Linked DNA regions of Mus musculus: all the other regions are linked to region 1. Evidence: chromatin contacts called from public ChIA-PET, capture Hi-C and promoter capture Hi-C data. All regions are on one chromosome and are shown on one strand. The core of a region is the stretch at or near the end of the contact, and the rest is flanking DNA. Distances in the headings are between cores, read along the strand shown. Region 1 holds the start of Fgl2 (fibrinogen-like protein 2). Region 2 holds the start of Napepld (N-acyl phosphatidylethanolamine phospholipase D). Region 3 holds the start of Ptpn12 (protein tyrosine phosphatase, non-receptor type 12). Region 4 holds the start of Armc10 (armadillo repeat containing 10).

The links. ChIA-PET counts read pairs in DNA pulled down with a chosen protein or histone mark. Capture Hi-C pulls out chosen DNA fragments and counts their contacts.
Region 2: a contact with region 1 is called in an RNA polymerase II ChIA-PET map of memory CD8 T cells, with 19 read pairs. The contact joins the promoter of Napepld here to the promoter of Fgl2 in region 1. A contact is called at or near these places in 1 of 39 promoter capture datasets (the C10 cell line), 1 of 115 datasets of contacts at active chromatin or transcription factors (memory CD8 T cells) and 2 of 9 other capture datasets (macrophages and pancreatic islet).
Region 3: a contact with region 1 is called in a promoter capture Hi-C map of liver. The contact joins the promoter of Ptpn12 here to the promoter of Fgl2 in region 1. A contact is called at or near these places in 1 of 39 promoter capture datasets (embryonic stem cells), 1 of 484 Hi-C or Micro-C datasets (uterus), 5 of 115 datasets of contacts at active chromatin or transcription factors (CD8 T cells, effector CD8 T cells, embryonic stem cells and 2 more) and 2 of 9 other capture datasets (adipose tissue and liver).
Region 4: a capture Hi-C map of macrophages shows a contact between it and region 1, with 6 times the contacts expected there. The contact joins the promoter of Armc10 here to the promoter of Fgl2 in region 1. A contact is called at or near these places in 18 of 39 promoter capture datasets (the 3T3-L1 cell line, 3T3-L1-derived adipocytes, the C10 cell line and 12 more), 4 of 115 datasets of contacts at active chromatin or transcription factors (craniofacial prominence, effector CD8 T cells, embryonic stem cells and 1 more) and 3 of 9 other capture datasets (adipose tissue, embryonic stem cells and macrophages).

What each region holds. Positions count from the first base shown.
Region 1 is chr5:21,371,390-21,373,951 of GRCm38.p6, reverse strand. Fgl2 (fibrinogen-like protein 2) reads right to left here and starts at 1,279. Exons shown (of 2, transcript NM_008013.4): 1 at 644-1,279. The coding sequence starts at 1,235. The region is part of intron 2 of Ccdc146 (coiled-coil domain containing 146); the gene reads left to right.
Region 2 is chr5:21,700,104-21,702,665 of GRCm38.p6, reverse strand. It overlaps Napepld (N-acyl phosphatidylethanolamine phospholipase D), which reads left to right and starts at 1,270. Exons shown (of 5, transcript NM_178728.6): 1 at 1,270-1,461.
Region 3 is chr5:21,054,624-21,057,185 of GRCm38.p6, reverse strand. It overlaps Ptpn12 (protein tyrosine phosphatase, non-receptor type 12), which reads left to right and starts at 1,275. Exons shown (of 18, transcript NM_011203.3): 1 at 1,275-1,537. The coding sequence starts at 1,439. It overlaps Gm42221 (a long non-coding RNA gene), which reads right to left and starts at 1,119. Exons shown (of 4, transcript XR_880864.3): 1 at 715-1,119.
Region 4 is chr5:21,644,718-21,647,279 of GRCm38.p6, reverse strand. It overlaps Armc10 (armadillo repeat containing 10), which reads right to left and starts at 1,274. Exons shown (of 6, transcript NM_026034.5): 1 at 1,045-1,274. The coding sequence starts at 1,177. Fbxl13 (F-box and leucine-rich repeat protein 13) reads left to right here and starts at 1,675. Exons shown (of 21, transcript NM_001199632.1): 1 at 1,675-1,818. The coding sequence starts at 1,744.

The DNA of each region.
Region 1 (2,562 bases), core at 30-2,529:
TGGTGAGGATGCATATGCACTAAGTCTCAACCCCCGAAGTTCTACACGTGTCCTCATCCCCACCACACACACACACAAAGAGAGAGAGAGGGAGGGAGGGAGGAGAGAGAGAGAGAGAGAGAGAGAGAGAGAGAGAGAGAGAGAGAGAGAGAGAGAAGAGAGAGGAGAGAGGAGAGAGAGAGGAGAGATGCTTCCATGTATAAAAATCTCCCATTCTCACTAGATATTTGAGAACCTAGCACAGCAGATTGTTTGTGAAAGCCTTATAAAGCCCATCAGCCACCCAAGATCTGATTCCCAGGGACCTAAGCAAGCAGAGCCAGGAACCTTGCCATACCTGTCCTGTGTTCAAATATGTGTTCAGATTCCGGGAGGAATCTGTTTCTGCTCGTCTGTTGGTCGACCTAGCAGGGAAGGTCTAGAGACTTGCAAGTGACGGTCTCTAACGAGTACAACTAATAGGATTTTTGTACGTGGATCATTTACCATTTCTGTTGTCTCATTTGAGAAAACACTTGTTTCTCCTGCCATAACTTAACAGGTGAAAGTCTGACTAACTTATGCTCCCTCGGGTTAATGTTTATGGCCACTATCTGGCTATACAGCTTTCATGAACAAACTGTATGACCCTCATTACACCTACCCGGCTGTGACTGCATGTGTTCTTGGCTGGGACACTTGGAACACTTGCCATCCAAACTGTTGACCACAACGGTTAGATTTGCCACTTTGTTGTCCACGTAGTTCTCAATGTTGTTCATATTTACCAGATGGAGCGTCTCCAGGCGCCCCTGCAGCCCCTGGATCTGGTCCTTTGCATTCTTCAGCTCTGAGGACAGCTTGTTCACCTGACTCTCCAGTTCCTGGACTCTACTGTCCTCGGCTGTCTCTGCTCCATTCCCTCCATTCCCGCCGGGATCTCGATGGTCGTCAGCCTGCAACTTACAGTCCTGGCAGGATTTCTTCAGACTGTCCACTGCTTCCTTGAGGGTCCGCACTTCTTTGAGCACCTCCTCCATGCTGCCAAGCTGCCGCGGGAGCTGGATGGTCAGCGTGGGCAGGGTGAGCTGGAAGGGGCACTGGCTCCCCTCGCACCTCCCGCTGCCCTCCAGCCTCGCGGGGCAGGCAGCCTGGGCGCTGGCATCCTCCAGCCCCTCAGTCAGGTTGTGCTCCTCCACCGCTCGGCAGGCAGCGAGGACGGCAGAACTCAGCCACAACCAACCAGGAAGCCTCATCCTTGCAGTGCGGCAGCCCAGCCTGACCAGGCGCTTTAATAGCCACCGCCGCCTGACTCAGGCGTTCTGAGTTCCCAGAAAAGGGCGGGCGCATTTGCATCACAGTCTCAGACGCCACACAGGAGGAGAGGGTCCTCAGCAAGCGCAGCCAGCCAAATGCTGTCATCTCCTGTCAGTCAAAACTATGCACAATAGAATGCCTGCCGTGGGTGCCACGCATTGTATTCAAGATTCACCGTCTGGGTTTTTAGTAAAGCACAAGGAAAGTCTTTTGTTTAAAAAACAGTTGTAATACCAGTGCCCAAAAGATACCATATTATATACTTGGTCCACTAGTGGGGAAAGAGTTGGAACGTCTAAATGTCTGTGAGCTTCTTCCCACTAAATGTCACCAAAATGGAAATGATTCTGTTTCCTCCCTAGTTTGGGAACCTGTTTTCTTTTTGAAGGCTAGACTTTGTGTGAACTCTTAAGTACTTAAAATTGCCCCTAATCAGAACAAAGGTCCGCTCTTTAAATGGATTCTCTGTGTGTGTCTCTCATCTGTTTGTAAAAGGGAAGAGAACTGGCAGAGAATACGGCTGTTTTCTCCTGACTGTGCAGGCTATGTAATCGTCAGTGGTTAAAACACTTGGAAGCACGTCACTCACACATCACAGGCAGTGGCTGTCCTTCCCCATCACTCAGCTCAGGAGCTGGGGGTCTCTCTTAAGTTCATTGTGCATACTGACCTCATAAGGTTTCTTATTAAAAGGGATTTTATTACTTAAAAATTATTTCAGCGTAACTGACACAGATAAACCCAAATTCTTTCTCTGTACTAGTTAAAGGCACTCTGTAATCTATCTCTTATTTATTTAGACTGGGTCTCAAGTAGCTCAGGCTGGCCTTGAACTCCTGATCTCTCTGCCTCTCCCTCCTAAACACAGAGATCACAGGTGTGTACCACCATGTCCAGTTCTCATATTTATATCTCTAACCAGATTTCCCAAGACTTTTCTCTACTGCCTCTTAATTCTAACTGAACTACTCTCTTCAAATTCTCAGAGCAGGGCAGGCAGGCGCACTTTCTATCTGAGAAGTCTGGAATGTTGGCCCTGGCACTGTCTCCAACTGGACATAACACGTATTGGCTTTGCTGAGCCTTCATGCCTGTTACCAGTGCACAAGGAATTTGAATATTTTTTTTCTCCTATAGAAATAACCTATACAGACTGAATGTGCAAAGGGGAAATGTGTGTATGAAGAATTTGTCAGACACGCCTTATGCCTTGTCTTACCGCACTCTCGGGCTCCTACTTTCCCTTCTCATTCCATCCCATGATAT
Region 2 (2,562 bases), core at 21-2,520, 330 kb before region 1:
TGAATTTGAAGTGTGTCTTCCCTTCTTTTTTAAAATTTGCTAATGCATGTCGAGAATTATTCAGCCCCACCCAGGCGCAAAAGAGCTATCAGGAATAAACTTTAAACTTTTGCTAGTTTTACACTTAAAACTAGCAAAAGGAAAACAATCAGTTACAACTGCAAACTACCCTGAGGAAATCAAGTATACATCGATAGTGTCCTGCAGTATTAGATAGCTATAGTCACTTTCTAAATGCATTATAGTTTGGTTTGCATATTCCTAGCGTATCTGTACTAATGCCTGGTCTTTCTTTTCTTTTTGCTAACACAATCTCAGACACAATCTATTTAGTTCTGGTCTATGAATATATCTCACAAAGACCTTCAAGAGTATTTAAACTGTCAGCCTATCTATTTACCATTGAATTCTGTATGACTTTGCAAGTTATCTCTTGAAATAATTTCAACCAGTTAAGAATTTCAGAATTGTAATTTTATGTTTTGATCTTATCCTGAGATTTCAAAAAGCCAGACATTTAGAACATTATATGCCGAAGGCTGACATAATTTAAAATGTAACTGAGTACACAAGGTAGTGGAGCCATTTATACTCAGTACTCACTATATATAATCAGTGTCTGTAACCGAGCTCTTTAGTCAAGACTGTCAGTGCTGTTGTACATAGTGGGCCACGACAGGCACATTGGGCAACCAGATTCTTCTGGGTTTAGCAACTGTCAAGGAATGAGCTCACGTGACCTGGAAGGCTGGGAGCCAAACTGGTCAGAGAGCTTTGCGGTATCAGTTCTGCTCGCTGCGCGGACTTTACCAAGATGGCCTCGAGGCCTCTGCGCCTCTGTCCTCCGGGGCAGCCATCTTGGTAAAGGCCAGGCAGGGGGTGGCTCCCGGTATGACCCGGCTGCAGCCTGGGACCGCATGGTCAGAGACGACCGCCACCAAAGATGGGGAGGCGGCGCGTGCTGAGGCGCTGCGTGCAGCTGTTGGTGTCCTCAGCGGAGCTGGGGTGGCCGGGCCGAGGGAGGAGAGACGCGGGAGGAGGGCGTAGAGCGGCTGGGCCCGCAGAGCCGAGGCCCTCAGGCGAGGAGACGCGACGCAGCGCGCGCCTGCCTGCGCTCCGCGCAAGGTGAGCCCGCCCCTTCGCTCCACCCTCGCAAGATGGCTCCGCCCCTCGAGCTTCCGCTCCGTCCAGCAGCCTCGCTTCATCCCGCCCTCTAACCAACTCCGCCCCCCGCCTTCCAGCGCCGCCCACCGGCATGGCCCCGCCCACATACAGCGCGCCGCCTTCCCGGGAACCTGAGCGCCTGCGGGTGAGCCTCCCTGCTGTTAGCCTGGATCTTCGCGGGAGGCGGTTCGGCGACCGCGGTTCCTTTTCGTTGGTTTGCTCCTTAGTCTCGATATCTGCGTGGAACAGCCTTTCTGGGGCTGTTCGGATACCTCGGTGAAGTGCAGCGGGTTTCGAGTAGGTTTCTAGCACCCAAGCCCTGCCTCCTCCTGGAGATGCACTTGTGAGTGGCAGGCTTCTTTTGAATTACCGCACCTCTGGAGTTGCGGAGCTTGCATCTCTGGATCCGCTTACGTGAAGAGCCACCGCGTTTTTAGGCGCCCAGAGGGAAGTAGCTGTATTTGGGATTTAAGATCTACCCTTCCTGCTGCAGACTCCCTGGTTACAGCTCCACGATAGGAATACAAGTGGGTGTATCTTCATTTGGTTGTATGTAAATGAATGGGGTCCACAACTTGCTCAGAGCAACTTATTTCAGCTTCGGTGTAGTATTTATGTCCTAAAAAAATCCATCCCCAAAGCATTATTGCCGTTTTTCTTAAAGTAAGAGTAACTTATTTAACCACAGAATGAATAAAAGTACGAGGCGGGATTAGAGAAGGATGGCAATAGACCTTTTTCTTTCTTTTCTTTTTCCTTTTCTTTCTTTTGTACTGTGTTTGCTCATTAGATCGGCTATTCTTGATGGCGGTTCATATGGACTCCTCTTCCCAAGGAGCGCGGTATGAACCCGGTTGTTGTGAATATGCGTTCAAGGTCTCCAGTGGAACCTGGATAATGTGTACTAACAGTCAGACCCAGAAAACATTAAGGGATTGAGAAAAGTCAACAACATAAAAAAAAAAAAGTCTGGGATTCTTGCTTTGCCCTTACTGTAGGCTGTTTATACGTTGTTATGCTGTGACTTGCATGGGTGGTTTTGGCTTAGCATGAAGTCAGAAAGCCACTTTTGCAACACACTTCTCTTAAATTAAGAAATAATTTTCATCTTTATTAACAGATGGACGTATAACAGTTCTGTTTTGTCACATTGGGTAGAAGTTAGTGGTAACAACATGATTTAGAAAGAAGTTACATAATCTTTAAAAGGGTGATTACTTGTATCTTACAACAGTCTAATTAAAAAAAATAGTTTGATTTTTGTTGTAAGGAAATGTTAGCTCTGTTAAAGATTTAGGGCAAAAATGTGCATTTAAAATCAGAATCTAAGAGGAATCGAGGGTTTGAAATGGGTGTAAGTCAATTGGAAATACAGTCATAATTTTCAAAGATTTTATT
Region 3 (2,562 bases), core at 26-2,525, 320 kb after region 1:
AGATGCATTATTTCCTGTATTTTATTTTAAAGTGTAACTGTATATTGCTACTCACATGTGTTGTCTTCGATTTTCTTTTTAATTAAATTTCACAGTGCGGCCAAATATCGGTTTAGGAAATGTTTCCTGCATTGATATTTCCTATCTTAAGCATATTTCCTGGCAGCCTGTTCTGTGAAAACATGTTTTTTGTTTGTGGGTGTAGGTGACCAAAGTCAGTCCATGGATCAAATCCCTCAGTTGTGCAACTGTGTACTACTACAAACTCTCGTCCTTTCGAGAAAAAGTAAAAGTTAGAGTCAAAGTAAAAGAACCTGCGTTTTAGTTCTGACTCCACATGAACATGTTGGGGGGGTGAACTTTGGACAAATCATTTCTATTTATGAAAGGACAGATTGCATCAGCACGCTCTCTGTCTGCTAAGAGTCACAAATTCTATTCTACGAAAGAATGTCACCCATTCAACTCTGAAACCGTGAGAATTTAAAGATAGGAAGCAATATTGTCTTCCTCTTGGCAAAAAAAGGTGCAATGAGAAAGATGCATTACGAATTAAGAGCTTTCCCTCACTGGGATTAGAAAGATTGCGAAGAGTAAACCCTTTCACTCTGGAAACTATTGGCTTCTCCTAGCCAAAGTGCCAAAGCCTTGGGAGACCCTCACCAAGGCATTCGTAAAGCGAAGGTGAAGGCTCTACTACAGTTCCCAGCATACCTCTGTCCCACCCTGCTCCGGGCACTCCTGCAGGCGGGTCTTGTAGTCCCAGCCCGCGGCCGGCAGTAGCGCTGAAGCACTTTTGGAATCAGCTTTCCCTCCCCGCCAAACCCGGAGGCCGCAAGCCCCATCTGAAGTTTACTGTCTGACCCACTGGGCTTGGCCGGGCTTCCAGACGTAGGACGTCCACCAGAAGCCAGCCTCACCGCAGCGAGCGGCGAGCGCCCTAGGAGAGGGCCACGCCCCGGAAGCGGCTTCCAGCCACTCAGAGCGGGCGGGGGCGGGCCCGGGCGGGCGTGCGGGGGCGGCTGGGTCTTCGCTCTGGGGCGGGGCCGCCGTACGAGCCCGCGCGTCTGGGTGGCGGCGGGGGCGCGCCCGTGGGGAGAGGCGGCTGCGGCTGCTGGTGGGGGGTGGGGGGGGAGGCAGAACCGGGAAGGGGGCAGGGCGAACTGAGAGCCGTGTTCCTGAGGCGGCGGCGTCTCGGACTGAGGAGGGCGGGGAAGGAGGATGGGGCAGGCTGGGGGTTGGGGCCGGCGCTAGCCCGCGGCTCGCCTCGTAGTAGGGGAAAGCGACGCTGCTCTTTAAGTTGCGCGGGGAGCCCGGCCGGTGCCGCCGCAGCCGCAGCCGCCTGGCGCGGCGGGGAGGGAGGGCGGGCCGGAGCGAGCTGGGGAAGACGGAGCGGGCGCTGCGGCGCGCGGGCGGGCGGCGGGGGGGACGCGGGAGGATGGAGCAAGTGGAGATCCTGAGGAGGTTCATCCAGAGGGTCCAGGCCATGAAGAGTCCGGATCACAATGGGGAGGACAACTTCGCCCGGGACTTCATGGTGAGTGTCCGTTCTCGCCGGCGCCTCGTGTCGCCAGCCGCCGAGCTCCCCTCGCCTCTCCCGGTCGGTCGGGGCTGCCAGCGCTTTGTGTGCGGTGCGAGGACAGGCGCGGGGCGCGCGCCCAGCCGCGAGCGCCGTCGGCGAGCTTGCGGGAGGCGAGGTCACCCCCGCCCCTCAGCCTCTCTTTTCCGCGGCCGCTACCTGCGCTCCCCGGCCCAGCCCGCTCCGGCCCCGCCGCCCGCGACTACCTATTGTCTCCCCGGCCGGGCGGCGGCGGCTGGAGTGCGGGCTCGCCTTCCCACGCCTGCCTTCCCCGCCTGCCCCTCCGGGGAGGGTCGAGGCGAGCTGTCTGGCTGCGGCCAGCGGAGCGGCTCGAGGCTGCCGGAGAGCGAGGGTGTAGAGCATTAACTCGCTGGGTCCCTGTACGGATGCCGGCCTTGGTCCGAGTGGACGGCAGGACGACTCCGTGTCTGGGTTCACAGTTATTAGCTCAGCGCTTGCCAGAGGCTTGACCATAAGGAATCTCATGGTTTACCTGATCTCCATTTATCTGGTCAGGTTTCTTTTCGTCCTGAGACCCAGGTTTGAGGTGGCTGTGAGGCCAGTGTGACTTTAGATCGAAAAGGGAGGGGGATATCAGTGTGGATGGGGGTTATCCTGAAGGAAGCTCACTCCGGACTTGAGGGGATATTGCCGAAGCCGGAGGGGATGTGACTATCACTTCCTATCCGGGGTGGGGGTGGGGAAGCTGGGAACAATAGTCATGGTAGGGTGGAGGCGACTATATGGGCTGAAGCCCTGGGAGATAACCTTCCCGTCCCCCCTTTTCCGCCACCCCCCTTTCCGCCCTCTGCTTGTGTAGGCAGGCTTGAGTGAGTGGAGGTGGGGGTTAAAAGTCTAGTATGTGAAATTTCTCTAGGTGCATAATTGGAGAGAGGGTATCAATTCCGAAGGCGTGGGACCAGAAGCTGACTTCCTACATTACCCCCTCCTCGCTCCTTTTATTTTTCTGTTGGACAATGTTC
Region 4 (2,562 bases), core at 25-2,524, 270 kb before region 1:
CCACCACCAACAACAACAACAACAAAAACCCACCAAAGTATTCTTGTATAGAAATATTTGACAGAGAGAAAAAACAAACAAAACCACAAAAAACCCACACACAAACAAGCACCCTACAAATCAGGCTTTGTAAGGGCAAATGCTCATTTTCAAAAACTGCTTTCCTCTGTGACCAAAGGGGAAGGTTCTGTGCACTCCCCTTTCTTACAGCATTTCCTGGAGGAAATGGAAGGCTGGAATATAAATCCATGGTTGTTCCTGGTCCCTTCTAGTAAGTGCAAATTTTGAAAAGTAAATGCTAGTTGTACAACCCAAAGATGTGTTTTCTACCTGCCTTTAAAGGTGCCTTATTTTTGTTCTAGGGAAGGGCAATTAGCTCCCACCAACCTCAGTTTAAAAACAAATATATTTCTCTACCTTTGAGGCAAGCAGGTATTGGTTGGCAGGTTTTATTTCAAATAGTTTTTCCAACAGTTTTCACGACTTAAGCCATCCTTTTAGAAGGGTGTGTCTCCTGTTGGTTGTGGTTCTTATTCCCAACACACACACCCCGGTTGCAGGGACGCTACGGATGACTTAAAGGTACTTCCCAGGACAGGTGCCACAAAGTGCTGGCAGAATTGCATCTCAGGGATCCATTCTTCACATAGCACGAGCAAAGTTTCAACCCAGGCTTGAGGCCCCTGAGAACCTTCTCACAGTAAGGGGCATCTCTTTGATAACAACACAAAAGCTCAGGTAAAACTTTAAAATGAGAGGCAATCTACTTGGCTCGGAGAAACCTCAGCTCTTGGCTGTGAAGCCGAAGGGAAGTAACAGGACACTTCGGGCAATGTTTTCAGCTCTTATTTTAAACAAAGAAGTGGGAGCAGGGAAGCGGCTCAGGACCCACCCAAGGCAACCTGGGCTTCCAGAGTCGTCTGTCTACCTCCAGCCTTTCTCCCCATGCAGTCGCGGGTGTCTAGGGCACCTCCAACCCAGCCTGGCCTGAGGTGGGTCCGGAGCCCCGAACCAGTCCACCTGCCGGGCAGCCCATCGCCTCACCTGCGGATCGCGAAGGGCGCAGTCGGCGACCGCCTCGCCGCGGTCCCCGAGTCAGCCGGTAGATACAGTAGCAGGCGCCGGCGCCCAGGACCAGCCCTGCTGCCACCCAGCCCACGTCCCGCGCGCCACCCATGCTGCTGCCTCGGAGCTGCAGGGAGCCGAGGAGCCAGGGCCACACGCAGGTGCAGCTGGGCCAGAACCAGCCCAGAGAAAGGAAATGGGGTTGGAGCTCCGCCTTCCGGAAGCCGCCCTGCTAAAATCGGAAGCCCTCCCACCCTGTGTGCTGCGGTTCCTTTCACCAGGCAGGCGGGATGCCCCTAGTGCAAGCAGCTTTTTCCTGGACCAAGACCGGGACTGCGGCGCGTTGAACACAGACCCTAGCTCCGCCCCAACACTCACTCTCCCGTCCAGCCCTCTCATTTTACCCGGCCCCGGCCTGTACTGTCCTGCCCCGCCCCTCCCCGCTCTGCCCCGCCTCTCTGCACTCGCCCCGCCCCTCTCTGCCCCGCCCCTCTGCAATCGCCCCGCCCCGCCCCAGTTGCCCCGCCCCCTCCCTGCTAGGTTCTTTCTTCATCTCGCGAAAGGCTTGGACTATTTGGCACCTCCTTTGTGGTTGCTAGGCAACGCTCCGGCGCGTCTCTCCTCCTCAACGTGAACAGCAGTAACCTATGAAACGCATTCTGAGTCCTGCTTCTGACCATGGCTTCACTACGCAGTGCCACCCCCAGGCTAAGGAGCTACTTCAGGGACAAGTACATTCCTCAAATCTGTGAGGTACTGCAGCCACATAGCCTCTCACACAGTGGGCGCGGGGAAAAACTGGGAGAGGCAAGGAGATTCCCGGAACTGGAGCTAAGAAGGAGCAGGATGGGGAAGCTTGAAGTCAATTTAGGGTAACTAGAGAGAGAAGGGTAGGTTAGAGAAGACCGAAGGGTGCCGGTGGCTAAAACCAAGCCCAGGTGGGGATGACAAAGGAAGGGGACGGGGGAAAGTGACAATCTGCAGGGGGCGCAAAGAGCACAGGGCCTGGGTTGGAATCTCCAAGTGTCAACTACTAAATTCTATTATGGAAGAGCGTCTTGAGCAAGAAGTGAGTGGTGAGCCACTTGAAGACAAAAGACTTGAGGGGTTCTGGGTGTAGGCTTCGCCCCGCCTCGTTGTTAGCAGGAGGGAAGAAGAGTCACCTGCCTCTACACACAGCTTCACAACACACCTTTTTAGAGATCGCCACCAAGCAAAACCTGAGGTCTTGGTTTCAACAAAGAAATGAATTTCGGGGCCAACTTGTATGAAGCAAAGCTGGCTTCATTAAACGCAGGAACAAAGGTGCTCCAGTAGAGAGAGTAGAACACACCTGGTCAGACAATTGCGGGCTTCTGAAGGGAGAGTCGACCTTAAGTGTTGTCTTCACAATGCTGACATCAGTATTTTTTCTTGTGACTTTCAAGGTTACATTTCTAAATGTTGCCAAGAAACTACTACCCCTTTTCTTTTTCTTTCTTAATTTCTTTATTCACT